Regions from separate parts of the Sorghum bicolor genome. Here region 1 is linked to region 2. A link is a contact called in public HiCAR-type data. All regions are on one chromosome and are shown on one strand. The core of a region is the stretch at or near the end of the contact, and the rest is flanking DNA. Distances in the headings are between cores, read along the strand shown.

Region 1 (6,407 bases), core at 2,369-4,868, 210 kb before region 2:
CAGGCACTAGTTTTTTTTTTTTTCTGAACACTGCTGACTTCAGGCAAGTTAACAGCAAATATCATCGACTGTGGAACTGTAAAGGCTCACATGAAAGGAACGCAGGAGCTCATCATAATAAGATCAGGAAACAGAGAGAGCTCGTCAGTTGTTCCGTACCATAAGTAACATGCTTCTTTATTTTCCTCCCATTTTCTACTCAATGTAGGTATATATATTAAGGAATATGAACATAACATTTGTACTCGTAGTGGCTGTAAGTTAATTGTTCATACAATTGGGAGCAATGTGAGAGGTGAAGTGCACACTAGTACTAGCTAACAACAAGATGCATAACAAGTTCTTAATTATTGACATCTCATTTCTATGTTGATGCATGCATGCAAAGTTTGTGAGAGGTCAAAGGCAGGCCCCCGCCCCCCCTGCAGATAGCCCCAGGGTACAGCGACGCAGTGATAAGAAAAGGCAAAAGCTAGCAGCAGGCAGCAGCCTCCTACTAGAGAGAAAGCGAGAGAAGAGGACAAGGCCAAATCCCAAGAAGCTACAGTACTAGCACAGGCTCTCTAGCTTGGAGATGCTATTGATCTGATGCCATGCTGCTCATCAAGCCAAGGGCAGATCGATCGATATAGCGCTAGGCTCTATACTGCGCCGCGCGCATGTGTGTGTAGGGTCGTCTAACATCTTTTGAGCTTTAGTGATCTAGCTTGTCATCAGATTGGTGTGCATTATCTTTTTGCTTGCTGACAAATACTACTACTTTATAAAGTGCAAAAAACATAGTAAAGTTTGGTTACTTTTGCTCTTATTATTAGGCTACTATTTGCTACTCCTATATATCGTCCATCACGTCCCATGGCAAGCCACACACACACTTTCCATATCATATCATCGATCAGGACGACGAAAAAGACACATATATATACCTTGACGACGAAGCACTGCGTGGCCTGCCGCCGTCGGAATCGTCGGCTGAGGAGCATTCGACGTCGCCGCCGGCATGGCTTGCCGCGCCCTCCGAGGAGGCGGACCGGTGTCCCGTGAACGCCTGCGGGCTGACTTCCCGGCCTGCTGACGACGACGGAGCCCGCTGTGCACACGGGAGGTCATCGTCGCCGGAGCCGCCACCGCCGTCCCCAGGACCTAATATTTGTTAGTTAAGAAATTAGTCACACGGATTTGACTTGTTGGCAGGCAGTGAGTTTTAATTTGGAGAGGAAATGAAGAACACAGCATGACAAATATATATAATGAGACTTCGATATAATTGACGGAGCATTGTAATGTGCAATGGGGGATGGATGGACGGATGTAATTTAATTTGCTTAAATTACCTGATGAGGTTGCAGGCTTGTCAGTGCTCTTCACGGTCCTATACATCTGGAAAAGGAGCAGCAACAAAAGAATGACCAAGAAAGCAAAGCTGCAGACATGCACACTACTGTACGTAGCATTTGCTTGCATTGACAGGGTGGAGAGGGGGTGAAAAGGCGTAGAAAAGCACAGCGGATCATAAAGGGACGTCGTTGCTAAAGAAATCGCAGGAAAACAGAGCAGCCGGCCAGAAATGTCCAAAGGAAAAATTGCTAGCTATAGCTATGGGGTTTGGCTCTTCTCTCTCGCTCGTCCCCATGGTGCCTGCTGGCTGCTTGTCTGAGCGCTCACTTCAGTGCTTTGGGGATTGGGCGGCTTGCAGGAGCAGACACACGTTGCATTATTGTGCAATGATGGCACCTTTTCTTCCCCACACACAGACCCCGACACATCCCATCTCTCTCTAGGCTCGCTCTAGCTCCCCCCTCTCCTCTCTCTAGGGATGAATGGCAGCTAGCTAGTCTAGTCTGCACAATCACATCTGACGACTTTCTCTCTGATTCAGCTTCACTCGGAGTCTGTGCTCTGGCAGCAATGGCCGGCGCCTCATCAAGATTTGACCTCCTTGTACATGAGCCCCAACAAGAACAACAACAGATGCAACAAGAACACAGAATAATTGAAGAATCGCACGGTAGCTAGAGAAAGCAGAATTAAAGAACGAAGAGCTCCCAACAGAGCTCGGGCCGGAAGGAACTCAACCTGCAGATGGCTCTTCACATGCGCTAGCGTCAGATCCTTGACGTCCATCAGCTCCAGCACCGACTTGGGCGTCGCCCCTGTATGATGTGTGCCGAGAGAGGCCGGCCGGCCGGCCGGGGAGATGGAGCGAGATTAATCATCACATCATATCCCGCATGAAATGATCCAACCAGATCTCCATGAAATGCATGGTTTTTTTATTGGGTTCTGGAGCTGAGGATGAAATGGAGATGCAAAGCGGACGGAGGAATTAGCGACTCACGCTCGTGGCCGCCGAGGAGCTCGACGGCGTGGACGAAACGCGCGTGCAGGCTGCTCGTCCACCGCATCCGCGGCGCACGCATGCCGCGCCGAGAAACCGGGAGCCTCGGCATGTAGCGGGCCGCGGCCAGGCTGCCCAGGTGCTGGTGCTGGTGGTGCCCGCCGCCACCGTAGCCGCGGAGCGTGTCGGCGAGAACGCCCTGGAGGTGGAGCCGGCCGGTGCTCGACAGCATCCGGTGGTACGCGGACGGCGGCGAGAGGTACGACGACGCCGCCGCGGGGTCGGACGCCGAGGGCGCCACGGCGCCGGGGGACGTCGTCGTCGTCGTCGAGCGCAGCATGGACGAGGGCCACGACGAGGAGTGGTAGGGATTGTTGTATAGCCCGGCGGCCTTCGAGTGGTGGTGGCCCTGCTGGCGGTACTCGCCGCCGCCGCCGCCTAAAAAAGGATGGGCGGCGCCGGCCCGCGGGCTACTGTAGACGGGCACTCCGTTGATTGGCCTCGCCCGCGCCGCTTCCGCCTCCGCCGCGGCGTCGAACGAAAGCCTCGGCACAGTCACCGGCACGAACGTTGCTACCTCCGCGGTGGTGGAGGAGGAGTAATTATTCGTCGCTGGCGGCGGCCGGAACCGCCACGGGAGGACGTCACCAGCAGCCACCGCCTCCTGCTGCCGCGGCGGCGGCGAGAGCGACAGCTCGGTCGACGCCGTGGATCCGTTCAGACGCCGCCACGGGTCCCCTCCGGCGGCCGGCTGCTGCGCACCACGCCCTGCTCCTCCGGCGGCGCCCAGCCCCGGGGCGGGAGCCGACGGCGACGACGCGGTGGTGCTGCTCGGCAGGCTGATGTGCAGCGAAAGGTCCGGCGCCGACGCTGCCCGCGCCTCCATAGATCGATGCCGCGCGCGCGCCCTCTCCCTAGCTTGCTAGCAGCTGGCGGTTAGCGTAAGGGATCGGCCGGATGAAGAAAGGCAGTGAAGGTTATTCTTGGTGGCCGGGGGATGATGCTTATTTTGCTTGTGCTTTGTGTTTTTCTGGTGTGTATGTGTGTGTTGTGTGGTGCCGCTTTTTTGCGAGTTGCTATCGCAGTAGCTAGCTAGCTAGCTTAGAGCCGAGCCAGTGGTTTCTCTCTCTCTCTTGTTCGTCTCGTCCCCCCCTCTTTCTCTTGAGATGTCAAAGGAGATCGATGAGATATTAGGGCAGCCGAATTCAATTGGTTTCTTGTGTTGTCAACTTGTCTTGGTTAGGTTTACGGCATTAAAAGGCAAGAGACATATGAGAAAGAGACTGATCAGACGAGTATATAAATACAGAGTGGGGGGAGAGAGAGATTATGTGATATGGGAGAGAATATGAATATGTCTACCAGATGAGAGGCCAGGGGTCGCTTGTGCGCACGCACGAGAAGATGACAACCCTAGCGCGGGACCACGGGGAGTCAAGGGTGTATTTATGAGTAAATTCATCAAAACTACACGTTCTGTCAAAAAAAAAACTACTCCTACCCATCATCAAACTTACATACGTCACAGTATGCTTTCACTAACGCAAACTCTATTAAGCGACCTGTCGCACCGGGGGGTGACCACGCAACACACCGGCCCACGGGCACGTGCCTGACCAGGTTTGCCCACACCCGCGCCGGAGAGGAAGAAGAAGGAGCTCACGCTAGAGAGAAAGAAGAAGGAAGTCGCTAGCGTCGAAGATGAGGAACTTGTCGACATTCGAGTTCTAGTGAGGTTACAATTTTGTTTCTAGGCGGGATTAGAAGGGGATTTAGGGAGCGGCGACTGTGACATGACGGTGGAGGCAGGTGAGACCATGTCGGAGGTGTTGCCCACCGGGGCAGCGTGAGATGGCAGTTGGACAAGGCTGGCAATGGGGACTTCATGGCGGAGCTCGTCGTTGCCCTAGGATTAGGCTGGTGGCACTAGTACATGAGCACACTATACAGGCGGTTGGTAACATATTTCTACAGGTGTTTTTCAGCACCGTCTGCGCTGGGAGCTAGTAGAAATCGTCCATTTTCACAGGCGGCTGCTTGAGAGCCGCCAGCTTATTTACACAGGCGGTTCCCTAACAGAGCTGCCTGTGGTAACCTATTAAAATATATATTATTTATTTATTTATTATTTATTTATTTTTTTATTGTTATTATTTAAATATATTGATATTGGTTGGTCTTCAATCATAGCAACATGCAATTTAAACACTTCATCTCATACATACATTTGTATATGTCAAAGTTTGGTGCTCAAAGACATAAAGTTAATTACAAGAATATATCCATCATCACATATATATATATATATATATATACACACACACACATCAAAGTTTATTTGTCCTCTAATAACCCTCTTTAGTAAGTTTGAGCTTACTAATCTCTGTTAGCACTCGGAACTGTGGCCTGGATAATTGGCTTTCATTATCATGATATTTGCCTTCACGTGGAATGACATGCTTCATGATGAAAGAGCAGATGTCCTCAACTATATTATCTAAAGCACGTTCGTCCATGCGCCCCGCCGTCCCTTGCTTATATACCTGCAAAGAAAGTTTATAAACATTATATATTTTATGACTTCCAACTTTAATAGACTATTACTTATATTACCTTGTCAGGGTTCCTTGCACATCGTCCGTTCTCTCTCATGTTCTCGCACACGTAGTAGCCACAGAGGATAGATAAGGGTGGTTGCTTCATGCACTGTATAACAGGAGAGTGGTTATTTAAATATAGTTGCAACTGTGGTCCTATGTGTATAATTTGTATTCATAATAGTAAATTTTTATACGTACCAGCCAGTTATGTATAACCTCCAATGGTTGTCCTGGTCTCTTGGACTCGAACTTTCCATGATTTATCTTATAGAACCTGTATGCCCTATGATCTCAAATAGAATCATCATGTTATTGTCAAACTCTCACTATGCTTAAGTATGCATGCATAGCTTGACTTACAGCTCTAGCAGTTTGATGAATGGAGCATAGCTTTCTTTCGGGTAATCTGCGGAGTCTAGTACCAACACCTTTCCCTCCTTGGGATAAATGATGAAGCATATCCAGTGGTTCCTGCTCGAATTAAATCCATGATGCATTTATGCATTGGAATAGTTTAGATAGATATTTGTAAACTCACACTTACCCAAAGTGGTATGGGGCCACCACCGCTTTCCTGTCTTGAAACTTTATTAGTGAATGTCCAATGTAGAAGGCGTATTTGGCTTCAAAATCAAGTTTCAACTTTTGGAGTTTCTCATCCCGTTCTGCACCTTCCAAACCCTGTACCTCTGTGCTGTCATTTCCGATCCGGAATGTGTGCCGATTTTCGGCTATATCTATTGGGCAGAGATAGGCATTCCTCTCTTCGACACAATAATTAAAGTCTGAACCAAAATACAAATGTTGTTGATCATATAACATTTTGCAAGACAGAAGCATGTTAGATATTGAAAATTGATGCAACTACAATGTGTGTAACTATGTAACACTTACAATGCAAACGCCATTACGATCTGTACATCTAGCATCTCATGGTTCATCAGTGCCCACATGTCATCAAATGTAAGCATGCATTTGTTAGTACTCTGGTTGAGAAATGCTATTTGTGGTATGCGCATGCTTATGGTGTCGATGCCAGCAGAAGAGGCTCTCATGTACCAGTCACGAAACCTTTTTATACCACTTGGTTTCTTCATAAGTTTGGTTCGACTGAGTAGAGGCTTTCCCCACACGTACTTTTTGGGGATATGCTTGTAGTCTTTTGCAGTTGGCACCTTGAATTTGATAGGAGTTATGACCTTAGGCGCCGACATCTCTGACTTTGCTAGCTCAGAAATCTCATGCTCTTGTACTGTGCGTTTAGAAGCAATGCCTGACAAAAATCTCACTTGCCCAGCTGATTTTTTCTTTGGCTCGTATGGTGAAATCAACTTGGGTATTGGAAATACTTTCTTCTTGATTGGCACCTTTGGTGGCTCACTTCTTGGTTCTTGATCTTTGAGTTGTGGGGAAGGGGTGGAATTGAATGGTGGTGGAGATTGTGTTGACTGTGGGGTAGAAAGATCATG
Region 2 (6,779 bases), core at 3,051-5,550:
TTTTATAGTTTATTTTTAGGATGTTTGAAAAGTATCTATGATGTTCTTTTAAAATTTTCTCTATTACGTGTTTTTTTCTTATGCTTTGCTTTAGATTTTTTTTTGTTTACATGATGTATTTATTTATTTATTTTAAATATTATAATATCAGTTTTATGAATCTAAACTAGAACACTATTTTTTAAGCTGAGAACATTTTTCTTATGAATATGGAACATTTGTTTTCTGAACCTAGAACATTGTCTCTCATAAATAAAAATGTTTTATCTTTATAAGATAAATGTTCATTAATAAAATTTTATCTAAATACATCCATGTGAGATCTTGTTTTGAAGGATTTATTATAAGAAATGCGATGGTGTAATCGGATTTTAATTTAGATATTTAGTTTAGGAGTTATGACTTTTTAAAATTTGTTGATGAAAGTGGAGAATGCATGGATGAGGTGGGCTCTATAGAACAGACAGCATCTGCCAACCGTTAGCTATGCTACACTGATATTGGTCCTATAAGACAGACTTTATTCACATGCGTGCTACTCCGATTGGGCGGGAATTAATTGGGCGGGAAACCATCGGACGGCGAATTCTGTCCGCCCATTCGGACCCTAGCACCCCCGGATACACCCGTACCATATATACGTGCTAAAACGCTGTCAGACAGTACCCACCTGTGTTATGGAGAAAGTAAATTTTTACTCTAAGGGCACATGTACTGCTGCTGTGTGGAACACAAGATTCACACTTATATTCATACATAGCAGGAGAGAGAGCGCTCTCTGTCTTTGCATTCTTTATCTCCTACACACCGTACTACTTGCAAGTTGCAATTCACCACATGCGTGCGAGAATTCGATCCTTTTAGATTTTATGGTTTCATAAAGTTTATTAGTTAACTACTAAACTTTAGACTACTTTAGCATACTTATCTAGCCTAATAAATTAATGGTTTTCTTGTAAGATTGACTAAACTTTAGACAACGTTTTAGAGTGCCTGTTTGGATGAGCCTAAAAACTAAAGATTAGTGGCTGAGCTGACCTAGACAGGGCATTAGAGTATCTCCAAGAGTTTCTAAAACCCACTCGTTTTTGGCAAGATTGAAAAAACTAGTTTGCAAAAACTCCCTATCTTAACTCTCAATCTTTCCACGCTTAGAAAAATTAATCCAGTTGTAAAATACGCGTGTTGATCGTCAATCTGAAGGTGGAAGGATGTGTGTGGAAGAATATGAGTAAGATAGGGTTTCTAATGCAAATATACTAGAGAAAACAAGTATAAAAGCGGTTAGGGTGATTTGGAAAAAAGTTTAGGATTTTTAATACAAAATTATTTTTTTATATTTGAGGAGTAGGATTCAGAAACTATTAGAGAAGCTCAATAAATATACTTCTAATAACCTTTTTGTAGTCACTTCCAATTTTTGATGAGAACTATGGGACACGCTCTTAGCAAGTCTAGCATGAGCAAGGAATACGAAGCTGCAACTGGGCCGGAAAGTTTATTGGGACATGAGTTTTAAGCCCTGCCGATTTGCTACCTTTCTCAGATCACGGTACCACTTCAAGAAGGCCCAATAACATACAGACAGGCCTATTCTCCAACATCCATGCTCTTTTTTTTTCTTCTTCCAAATTTAGGCATTCAGACCGGCCCATTGTGACTGTATTTCCGAAGCAACGGCTAACATACATCTATACATTACTTTACTTTCATCTTCAATAAACCATATTTTATATATGTGTATACTTATTTATCAGTTTAAATATATTTATGTACTCATTTTATGATATTCCAAATCTCACTACGTGAATTTTTTCAAAAGAGCCCTATATTTTTAATATTATTATAATACCATTGCAGTGGTATATAAAATACAGATACTTTAAGAATATATGCATACTTGGCATACATACTAGTATACTACCCTAGATGGTCTAGTATGATCATATATACTGTCTACATAGACTTTGTTGGAGTATATAGACCATGAATGTAAAGATATAATATACATGGATGTAACTACTTTCTAGGAGTAGAAAATAATTTCTCTTTCTACCTATATAAAGATATATGTTCTCAACATAAACATTTTCTTTAATATTAATAAATTGGCACGAGAGTTTGGAAAAATCGACGTTTGTCTTGAGAATTTAATAGAACAATTTGATGTTATAAATGTTGGTGCATTTCATACAAACTTGATTAAAGCTGAAGAAAAATGATTTAGGACAAAACCAAGATGAACATTTTTTTTTAGAAAAATGAACCGTCTTTATTCTAGCCTTTGCATGAGTTGTGCACTCAGCCAATTAGAATTAAAAGTTTCAGGCTGAAAAACAAAAACTTTTTTTGACCGAAATGGCAAGGGAGTCCTATCTATTTTTTCTTTTCTATTGAGGAAAATAAGAGATTACAACTGTACAACTGTACAAAGACAACAAAAAGTACAAGGCACCTAGGCCCAAAGAGAAAAAACTGGAATATATACATCTAGCTGTAACTATATTTCCACAAAGAAAGGGAGACATTTTGCTGTTCTTGGCTTTGATGCACACCAAGCAAGTTCCTCTCTGAAGTGAGTCTTCCACGCATCATGGTTAAGTGGCCATTGTCGAAATAGTACTAGTCCTTGTGGTCTAGATGACCCAACAGATAGTGATAACAATTTCTCTGAAGAGTGAACCGTTGAAGCCTGTACTAGCTTCGATTATCATGCCCAGAGGCTGGCAGTTCAGGTTCCAGGAGATTGAAATGGTGTCCCAGCAAGACAAAACTAAAACTGCATTAAAAAAGTAGGTGGAAACTTGTTTCTTCACTTCCTGAGTTGCACAACACATAACCGTAATCATCTAGGACCATATTCTTTCTGCAGAGGATATTTTAGGTGTTGAGCCTATCTATGAGAAGGAGTCGCATAAAGAACTTAGGGAGTGTTTGGTTAGAGTTGTTAAAGTTTAACAGGTAAACTAAATCCATGGAAAGAGGGGTGAAGCTCCAGAATTGCAATGAGCGTTGAATATGTTTTCTTACTGTTGTACTTTCTTCATTTCAAATTATAAGTCGTTTAACTTTTTTGACCTCAAATTTAACCACTCGTCTTATTCAAAAAATTTGTGCAAACATAGTCAAATTTAAGTCATTCTTAAAGAATTTTAATTAATAAACCAAGCCACGACAAAAAAAAGTGATATTTTACACAAATTTTTGAATAAGACAAGTGATCAAATTTGGTGTCAAGAAAATCAAACATCTTATAATTTGAGATGGACTAAGTATTTATTAGATCCTTCGGAGTAGTTCCACAAATCGGGTGAGGCATCATTCCAAACTTTGTTGGATGATACCTCACCAAAGGATAGAAACAAGTAAACAACAACAAATGAGCACCAAAGGATAATATGGAATAACAACAATGGCATGTCCCATGAAAGTTACTATGAGAAGTAGCCTGTAGTGCAAAAGAAGGAAAAAATACAAACAAAAAATACCTTAAAAAACACGGAGGAGATGATTTAATCGTCTTGATTATTGATTGACAAATGGGCGAATTGGAAGGTGCCAGTAGCTGTCGCTTGAGTTGAGTTGAAAGCTACAACGTCGCGGCCACCAAATTTAAAGATGTGCCGACATTTGTGATTTGTCACTACACATTAATACTTTCGCGACACGTTGTTTCTGCCAAATAATTCAACCTGATCCAAATGCAACGGGACCATGCTCCTCCTCACATCAAATCTTTAGACATATATATGAAGTATTAAATATAAACAAAAATAAAAATTAATTATATAGTTTAGTGGGAATTTACGAGACGAATCTTTTAAGCCAAGTTAGTCCATATTTCGACAATAATTACCATAAATAAACGAAAATATTACAGTGTTACCAAATTTTTCCCTAAGACCTTGTTTAGTTCCAAAAACTACATAAAATTTTAAATATCCCACGTCACGTCAAATCTTGCGGCACGTGCATGAAACATTAGATATAGATAAAAACAAAAATTAATTACATAATTCAACTATAAATTACGAGATAAATCTTTTAAACTTAATTACTCATACTTGGACAATATTTATCGAATAAAAACAAAAATGCTACGTGACCCAAAAACAAAAGTTTTTGCTGAACAAGGCCTGAACTAAACACGGCCAGCAGAAACGGCGGCACTCGCTGGCTCGGTTGGGTGGGCCCACGGGAAACACCTGTCACCTCCGTGGCGACGGCCGCGCCACTCGAGCCGCCAACGTGTCCCCCGAACCCCTCTTGTTAAAATCCAGCACGTGCACGGCGCTCACCCTCATCCGTTCCCGTCCCCGTTCGCCCCTCGCCGACGCCAAGTTGCATTGACTCCCCTCCTCCCCGGTCCCCCACCGCCCCTCCGGCCATGGATGTGGACGGGCCCACCACCACCGCCACCGCCACCGCCACCGCCACCGCCAAGCCCGCCTCCAAAGGCGAGGCCCGCGAGGTAGACGTCGGCGAGGAGGAGGACACGCTCGCCGGCGTCCTCCGCAGCTTCGTCGACGGCGTCTGGCACCCCGACGAGCACGAGCCGCTGCTCCGGCGGCTCCGGGCGGCGTCCTGCGAGGCCGCGCCGCGGCTGAGGGGCGCGTCCCGGAACTCCGCGCGGGACCTGCTCGAGTGGACCAGGCGGGGCAGCGGCCTCCGCGCCATCCTCGTCATCTCGGTGGGCCCGCGCGCATCCTTGATCCCGTCACCCTAAGCATTGGGTTTCTCTTGCCCCTGTTTATTACTAAATCTGACTCGATGTTCTACACTTCATTCATTGTCTGCGCAACTTGCACAAGTCTTTGTTGGTGATTGCATAGCTGCACACTTGTTTTAGTCTGTGCTATCAGTCGACAGGATTACTGTGCCACAGTCCCCATTGCAATGTTGGTTTTAGATTGGTATACATTTTAGGTCTCCGGGGTCAAAATGATTACGAAATCTGTTGAGGGAAATGAAAATAGACTGAATTGTAATCCCTCTTGTCCGACTCCTGGGATATTGTAGGATTATATTAAGTTTGTCCTAAATCAAACTACCTTAAGTTTAACTAAATTTACATAAAAAAAAGGAGTATTAGCATCTACAATCCCAAATTGGTAAACTATAAAAATAGATTTCATAGGGTATCAGGATTTTTAATAGTGCTCATTCAATATCATAAGTATTATTGGTTGTTTCTAAAAAGAAACTTATCAAACTTAGGTTAGATTGACTTCAGACAACTCAAACTACACTGCATTTCAAGGTGGAGGGAGCATGTATAAGTGGAAACAAAAGCATGGTAGGTTTCTTTCACTAGCAATACAACATGGTAGGTTGCTTTTGCGTGCAGTTTTGATCCTAAATTCTTACATGATACCTTGTCTTTGGTATGGCATCCATTTTTAGGATTTCTCAGTAACTACTTTTCTGATCTGGCAGGTCGGAACAATCACTCTTATAGCATTGACTGGCCTTCTGATCTTCATGTTCTTCCTGTTGGTTGCCACTGCTAATGCGGTCATCGTCTCAGTCCTGATGTCACTGGCTGCTGCTGGAGGATTCTTGGCTATCTTCTTTGCTTGCTTAGTTGCAGTTTATATTGGAGCAGTATCAGCTGCTATCTTTGCCATTTCTGCGACTGTCATATCAGCAGTTGTTGGAGTTATGATTGCTACCGGTAAATTATCTCTATTCCCCTGTAAAAATTTGTACTTCCTCCGTCATGCAATACAGTGTCTTGTGGTTATTCTAAGACAAAATAAGAGAGAGCGCAATAGACGCATGTACCCCTCACTTAACTTCTAATCTATTGAAATCTGATCCTATTCCCATGATTAAAGGGTGCAATCTATGTTTCTTATAGAAAATATGGTAGGCATTGAATTACTTTCCTCTTCCGTAACTTTATTTAAGTAAATAGTATCTTCTTGTTCCTCGAATGTACTATATTTGGGGACACGTCTCAAATGCTAGAATGCACCCTATTCCAGGACGGAGGGAGTAGTGCTGTTGATATGTTAATATGCAAACAACCTTCAGGCATTATATAAACCTTAAAGACTTTACCTGAATCTCCAACCATTATATAAGATGTTCTTCGCTTCTGCGTTGAAGTTAATTTAGTCAACATTACTATGGTGGACCTGTAACAAATGTTTCTATTTTCAACTGAATCATCTCAATCTGTACACTTGCCCGCGTGCTCCCCTTAGCATCAGAATCAGAATAGAGTCGTGCACTAAATTGTTTTTCAACAATTAGGGAGAACCAAATGTTGTTTGCCCATTGTTATATGCTTAACAGTAAATTGTCAATAGTCACCAACTCTATTGTTTTAATCTTTTAAGAACACTGGAAGAAGTAAGAAATTATTGTGCTATATGGTTTCAGTAACAGTGAGTACTAGGTAATGTTGGTGAATCATTTATAAATCGTGCTTGTTTTCTTTGACATTGTGTGCACTACTAATTAGGAGAACCTTGTAGAGGCATCTATACATTGTAAATTTGGTGAATTATTAATACTGCTTCTGGTTTTCTCTTTGACATTCTGTTTTCTATAATTAGGAGAACCATGTAGTTATTACAATTCATTCAAGAAGCAAATCGTTAAATAAAACTTCAGAGTTGAAGAGATTCTCCTTTAGTGCTGGGTCAGTGTCTAAGATGTGGTTAAAAGTATGAACTTGCAAAACTAAAGATTTTCAAAGGCATTATCAGGAAAAGGTAGCAGAACTGAAATTTGGGAAAAACTATGAAATGAGTTTAAAACTTACAAATAAA

What was found. HiCAR-type assays count read pairs that join an accessible place to other places.
Region 1: a contact with region 2 is called in a HiCAR-type map of leaf, with 4 times the contacts expected there. The contact joins the promoter of LOC8075385 here to the promoter of LOC8075383 in region 2. A contact is called at or near these places in 2 of 4 Hi-C or Micro-C datasets (leaf and leaf mesophyll) and 1 of 1 datasets of contacts at active chromatin or transcription factors (leaf).

What each region holds. Positions count from the first base shown.
Region 1 is chr7:55,100,429-55,106,835 of Sorghum_bicolor_NCBIv3, reverse strand. LOC8075385 (probable transcription factor RL9) reads right to left here and starts at 3,618. Exons shown (of 6, transcript XM_021464371.1): 1 at 2,339-3,618; 2 at 2,077-2,153; 3 at 1,335-1,380; 4 at 927-1,143. The coding sequence starts at 3,224.
Region 2 is chr7:54,888,870-54,895,648 of Sorghum_bicolor_NCBIv3, reverse strand. LOC8075383 reads left to right here and starts at 4,300. Exons shown (of 3, transcript XM_002445466.2): 1 at 4,300-4,690; 2 at 5,437-5,674. The coding sequence starts at 4,388.